2 separate regions of the Mus musculus genome follow, and region 1 is linked to region 2. A link is a contact called in public HiChIP or PLAC-seq data. All regions are on one chromosome and are shown on one strand. Each heading gives the region's core, a stretch centred on a gene start, on an enhancer-like site or on the middle of the called end of the contact. The rest is flanking DNA. Distances are from core to core; before and after follow the strand shown.

Region 1 (3,327 bases), core at 352-2,851, 710 kb after region 2:
GCTGGAATAGCAGCTTATACAGGGAGGAAGCAGGGATGGTGGGGGCGGGGCGAGGGGGGGAGGTAAGGATGATATGGGATGGGAATGAATAGGGTGGAGCTCCCAACTTCTAAGGACTTGGTGGTCTGTGCCGCTTTGTCTCTGGACGCCGACCCCAGATTTCCAGAGCCTTAGCAGACTTGTACTTCCTGTGTCCCAATCCTTTCTTCTCCCTCTGGGAGGCAGCCGTGCAACAGGGCTATTATGTATGGCGTTTGCATCCGTTCAACCCACCACCTCCCCAAGGAGCAGAGGGGCCCCAGAACCTCTCATCCTGGATTAGAATACTGCTCCACCCCCTCGTCCTGACACCTGCCTGGGATTCACTTAGTCTCGGCAAGAACTCCCAAATTCCAAATTCCAAAGCCGAGTCTTCATGTTCTTCCCTGCCAAGAAGGCAGAGAGGGGCTCTGAAAGCCACACCCTGGGCTTCTGGCATGTCTTTCCTATACTGAATTGTCAGCAGTAAAGCACCTGGTCCATTACTGAATTAACAGTCTCCCCAAAGATGCTTCATACAGAAGTGGTGGTTTGCTTTGGGGATCTGTTTATTGGTTTTTTGGTTTTTTTTTTGTTTGTTTGTTTGTTTGTTTTGTTTTTAACCTAACCTAAACCAGAACACAGTTCTCATCCAGGCTGTACCAGTTAACTCCACAACCTTAAAGCTGCGAGCCTTATATGGATGGTGATTTCTCTAAAAAGGAAAATTATGCTGCATCACTTTTCTTTCTATCTTTTTTTTTTTTTTTTTTTTTTTTTTTTTTTTTAAGTTCTGCAGCAGGAGGCCTTTACGCAATGCGGGATGTTGGCGAGCCGGGCTTTTGCTGCCCCCTCGTGGCGGCGAGTGTGTATCGGTTTAGAGGCTGCAACTGCGGTAGCTTAGCGGGCAATGCGGTGGGCATAGATGATTTTGTGCAGAGTTCTGAGGAACATGGTTGGCTCTGGTTCAAGGGTGAGAATTACACATTTACAGCTGGGTCTAATGCCTTCCCAGCTACCCATCACCAGGGCAGGCCAGGTTCAGCAGATCTTAGAGGATCCTACCTAGATCACGTAAACCTAGTACCCGCTTCCTCACAGGGCGCCCTCCCTGACCACTACGTCGGGGAGGAAGAGGCACGGAACAGATAGTGTGCTTTTTCTCAGGCCCTACAGTCTCCCGCGGAAAGCAAACGGCTCCAAAACCTAAGCTGTAGAGGGAGAGAAAGAGGTCTCCACTCGAGCCCTGACATGCACACCGCGAAGACTCCGTGCCCGACTTTTCCCCGTCGAGGGCCTGGAGAGAACCCCCTCAACCACCTAAAAGCAAACACGAATAAGAAATTGGTGATGGTGATGACGATGACGATGACGATGATGATGATTTCGCTGAAAATTAGTCCGAGGATTACTGGCTGTCCTCTGTGACACAGAGCCCCAGCTTAGGGACATTCGCACAAGACCTCCCCCAGACTTTTAATAACCAAGCTATGAACTTCCATTCCTCAGAAGGATAGGGGGCAGGACGTTGGATCAATTTGGTTTACCACGAACCGGGAGTTAATGAATAAACCGATTCCCTTTTTTGAGAAAGTAATTTTTGGCCCGGACTGCTCTTGGAACTTCCCTGTGGCCTGTGCTTCTGTTAATGTGTAAGAAGATACTGAGTTGGGCTTCTCATATTCGCTGTGGTATATGCTGTTACAGTTTAATAAAGTACCATGTGGTAGAATTTCATTCAAAAATTTTTTCCACAGATTTATCCCAGGGAATCTAAGAGTCAAGTCCTGGAGAAAGTCTTGTTTAGGTTGACCACACACAGAGAGGGGATGTGAGGTGTCCACTTAAATGGCACCCAAAAATATCAAAGCTTAGTGTCTGGAGGAGATAGATGTGGATGGTGGGATGGCTCAGTGGGTAAATGCAAGTCTGATGATCTGAGTTCAATTCCCAGAACCCTCCTAAAAATGGGAGGAAGGAACTGACTTCACAGATTTGTAGATGGTGGTAGATGTTCTACTGAGTACAACCACAGAAGAAACATGTCTGCAAGCAACACTCAGCCCTGGACCAGCACAGAGAAAAGGGAGGACCCACGTTGACTGGAACCCTGGAAATTGTGTCACAGGAGAGACTCTGAGGACGCTGAATGCCCTGGCTTCATTTCTGGTGCTGTGACAAAAGCAGACTGACAGAGAGCAGTTCAGCTGGGAAAGGGTTTCTTTCTGTTCAAACTCCCAGTCACATCACAGTCACAACCAACAACTGAGAAAAAGAAATGTGTGCATGATCCCTCGCTAGGCGCAGCATGATTTAGCCACTCTTCGGTCAAGGTTGGCTTGGGTATGTGTATTTGGCAGGAGAGTATGTTCCCTGGAGAACAAAGGCTCCCGGAGGCCACTGTACCCCGGGTAGCTGGAGTTGCAGGCAGGTGTGAGCCAACCTGGTATGGATGCTGGGATCTAAACTCCACTCCTTTGTTGTTAACCACTGGGCAATCTTCCCAGCCCCAAGAGCTCCACTCGGAAACAGTTTAGGGCTCCTGCCTAAGACATGGTGCCGCCCACAGTGAGCTGAGAGTTCCACATCAATTAAGTTACATAAGACAGGTCCCTCACAGATACACCACTGGCCAAGCCATGGTAAATAACCTCCCGTTGACATACTCTTCCCAGTTGATTATAGGTTGTCGAAATGGCAGAGCTAACTACGACACCCAGCAAAGAAGAATGAAGACTCGTGGGAAACTGAAGACATGTGCTCACCATGTAGAAGGTTATCGTGCAATAATTGCTTTGGCTTTGCTTGAGACAGGGTAACCCAAGCTAACTTTGAACTCACTAGGTAGCCAAAGGTAACCTTGAACTTCTGATCCTCCTCCCTCCACAAACATGTGCCCCTACTGAAGGGTTTCTGTAATGGCTGGAGAGAGAAGCCAGGGTGCGCTAGGCAAGCACCCTACCAACTGAGCTATGTCCCCAGCCCTGGATAGGAATAACTCTGAAGCAATTAGAAGAAAAACTCAAGATAAAACAAACTTACCTAATTTTATTTAGCTAAGGAAGGCTTCGTGAGAGCGGCTGTACTGACTATCAGAAGTCTAGAGCGCTCTGCTGCCACAGTCTTGGCAGCTGGCCTCGACAGGCAGGGCACAGACACAAGACAGAAAAAAACACATTTGACTGATTAAAGTGGAAAAAGCCAACTTAGAAGTGGGGGGGGGCTTTTTTTAGCCTTTTTATTTATTGGTGTGTGTGTATGTACGTGTATATAATGTGTTATTTGTGACGTGTGTATGATATGTGGGGG
Region 2 (3,245 bases), core at 576-3,075:
ACATTTCTCAATGCTCCTGTTTGATGAACAAAACCACATCCTGTCCGTACCTCTCCTGCAGCACTTGACATTCGGGAGTAGCACTGTTCACCCTATGCTGTTTCTCTTCAGTGTAGAGCTCTTGGAGAGCAGGCACCACGTGCTTCCCTGTAGCCCAGGAACTTAGCACCTAATTCTCAGTAATAGAATTATTGACAAATGGTTGTAGAGATAAAGATAATTCTTCTTGGGTTTGACGCTGTTTCGTGGGAAGGAGCTAGAGGTAACCAGACAGGGTGTGCATTGTGGTCTGTCCTTAGTGCGTCAATCACTGCAGGGTTGCTGTGCAGTCCTCCAAAGGGTTTCGCTGTAGTCCTAGTGAGTCAATGTACAGTTAGAGATAAGCACGCTCATTTTTCCTTAATTCATGAAGAATGCCTCTGTGGCCCCAAATCATGGATGCATCAAAGCTTTCATTTTATAGTGTAGATAAAATAAAATATCAGAAAGCAGCTGGGCGGTGGTGGCACACATCTTTAATCCCAGCACTCGGGAGGCAGAGGCAGTCAGATTTCTGAGTTTGAGGCCAGCCTGGTCTACAGAGTGAGTTCCAGGATAGCCAGGGCTACACAGAGAAACCCTGTCTTGAAAAAACCAAAAAAAGAAAAAAAAAATATCAGAAAGCCTGCCTTAGACATTATGACTGATTCTTTTTGTTTGTTTGTTTGGTTGGTTTTGGTTTTTTTGAGACAGGATTTAGGCATGTGCCACCACCGCCTGGCATTATGACTGATTCTTGAAAAATACAAATTTGTAAAGCATTTGAGGGAGAGTAATGTAAAGTTCACAGCCTGCAATAATATTAAACATTCTGTCTGCATGCTCTTCAGCTCTCCCCGGGGCTCCTGCACTCACATTTCAGCTTTGTCTTACTTAGCTCAGTGTGCACTGTGTGTTAGATACCATTATTCTTTCTTGAAGTTTTAAAAATTCAGAGATATATAGGTAGATATCTATAGCATTCTATAGTTTTGTTTTTCAATTCATTTTAACTTGAGGTAGACATTCTGGTTCAATGGCTCTTCAGTCTTCTTTTGGGCGGTCATTTTATATATTGGACACAGTTTACTCTATCCATGGAACTTCCCATCACTATAGTGCCCTGGAAGAAAGCTGCATATGGACTCTCAGTGGGTACTCCTAAGGACTGGAGAAATGACCCTGTCATTGAGGGTACTGGTTACTCTTCCAGAGGACCTGATTCAATTCCAGAACCCACATTGCAGCTCACAGCTGTCTGAAACTCCAGTTCTAGAGAATCCAACTCCCTCACAGAGACATGCATTCAGGCAAAACACCAATGCACGTGAAGTTTAAAAAAAAAAAATAAAAAACTGTTAAGAGCATTCTTTCAATGAAGTTTTTGATATTTCTTTCACTGCCTCTACTGTACCATTTCCTGGGCTACAGTCGCTACCTCCAACAATAAAAGAATCTAGCGCAGGAAAGAAGAGTGCGTGAGAACAAATGTGGTGAGAACAAATGTATGGACTAACCCTCTCATCAAATTGCATCAAGTACACAGTGAAAACCCATTACACGTGCTCAGACTGTTATATAATAGTGGTGTGCAGGTGATAAAACATCTGCCCTATTAGCATCTTCTATACAACTGCAAATTGCCTAATCCACTGAGTAAATGAATCACTCCTGCAGGTTTAAAGCCACAAAATCATTTCTTTGCTTAGAATATCAGTTGTCCAAAACTCTGAGCAAAGTCCTCCCCTTCACCTGTTGCACATTAACTCCATGGTTACTGTATAATCAGTACCTGAGAGCTAAGATCTGCTGCTTACAAGTCACACAGCAAAGGGTTACGAAATGCCACACACAGGGAGCATGGTGGGGCTCTCCTTGATGCCCTTGTGCTGGTAGATTTCTGAGCTTGCCTTCAAGTTGTTTTAATAAAGAATCTTTTGCTCCGTTGCCTGTGTGATAACTTTTCTGTAGCAATAGCAACACCAGCATTGCTAGCTCGGCATTCAGTACTTGGTTGCCATTTTCCCAGGAGCTCAGTGACCTGGTGACACGGCTGTTTTGAATAGCCTTTGCAGACATATTCACTGGCTGATAGATCTGTTTTCTTAGCTGAAGGGTGTTAGCCATATGTCCCCTTAGATCTTCTACATTATATACTTTGCCCCTTTTCGCCGTTTTATATGTTTACTACGGCCACCCTGTCTAGGGCTGAGTAAGGCAGTTTCCACTCCCAGTGACTTTAATGGTCTGTAGGAAAGATTGTCATTGAAATGGGTCATTTTCCCCTCACACAGTAAATGCTGAGATCCTTCGCAAGTGTCATGGCATCTTAAAAAAATTTAGCCTTTTCCTAACATGAAAGTCAGGTGATATTCTTGGAGGATAAAGGTTTGCTCTGAGTATTATAGACTGGATTTAAGAAAAAACAAAAACAAAAGGATCCCATTATTCTAGCAGAGGAAATGATGTGCATGCTAAAGAAAGCCATGGATTCCATGGATCAGACTCTAAAATACTAGAGGAAGGGCAGGCAACAGGGGAGGTGGCTAAGGCTCGAGCTATGAGCTTGTTTCCTCTCACGTTTGGGAGTTTTAGATTTATTCATACATTTAGACTCAGAGCTAACTCCTCTACACTCTTTTGAAAGTGGTGCACATATTCACCGTCTTATGAAAATGATTCATAGCTTTTATTAGAACTCAGCCTGACCCGCAATCCAAAAACTATTAAGAATATTTGCAGTGAAAAGTCCTAAGGGGCCAATGCCATAGTTTTCCATAGGTAAGATGAAGTAGAACATTACCATGGCCCTGTTTCGAATCTCAGGAAATGTGGTGCATTGAACTGTGCTAATTCAACAAATTAAAATCACCAGGAAGATTTCCTTTGCAAAAACAAAAATCACTACCCCATTCACTGACTATTTTATTGAGGACCCTGGCTAAACACCAAGCCCTAGAGCAGGGAAGTTCCCTGAGGAGTGAACAAGGTATGCCACGAGGTGACAACATTTGAGACTCCCTCCCTGAACCCCAAACATTTCTGGATCTTACTTTGGAGCAAATCAAACCTGAGTCTATCCTTGTTGTTTTTGTCTGTGAGGAGAGTGCGGCCCGGTGAAGGAAGTAGCTAGCCTAAGGTCACGTGGCTGGACATGCTGAAGAGTCTCTAATCAGAAGCCCTGGATTTTTCCATCACTCCACACTCCATTTTTTTTCTTTCTTTAG

What was found. HiChIP or PLAC-seq counts read pairs in DNA pulled down with a chosen protein or histone mark.
Region 1: a contact with region 2 is called in an H3K27ac HiChIP or PLAC-seq map of hepatocytes, with 6 times the contacts expected there. The contact joins two enhancer-like sites. A contact is called at or near these places in 3 of 15 datasets of contacts at CTCF or cohesin (the NIH/3T3 cell line, large pre-B cells and pro-B cells), 3 of 484 Hi-C or Micro-C datasets (bone marrow-derived macrophages, cortical neurons and liver) and 6 of 115 datasets of contacts at active chromatin or transcription factors (embryonic basal ganglia, embryonic fibroblasts, embryonic hindbrain and 3 more).

Annotation. Positions count from the first base shown.
Region 1 is chr1:165,119,675-165,123,001 of GRCm38.p6, forward strand. No RefSeq gene overlaps it. Among named protein-coding and RNA genes, the nearest start is that of 4930568G15Rik, 29 kb to the left of the region's middle. Within about 2 kb of position 1,602, at least 22 of the 459 cell types and tissues checked have an H3K27ac peak or open chromatin away from gene starts, as enhancers often do. A contact at or near this core is called in hepatocytes and liver, where this site is marked.
Region 2 is chr1:164,413,751-164,416,995 of GRCm38.p6, forward strand. The region is part of intron 13 of Nme7 (NME/NM23 family member 7); the gene reads left to right. Among named protein-coding and RNA genes, the nearest start is that of Gm39690, 3.2 kb to the right of the region's middle. Within about 2 kb of position 1,826, at least 22 of the 459 cell types and tissues checked have an H3K27ac peak or open chromatin away from gene starts, as enhancers often do. A contact at or near this core is called in hepatocytes and liver, where this site is marked.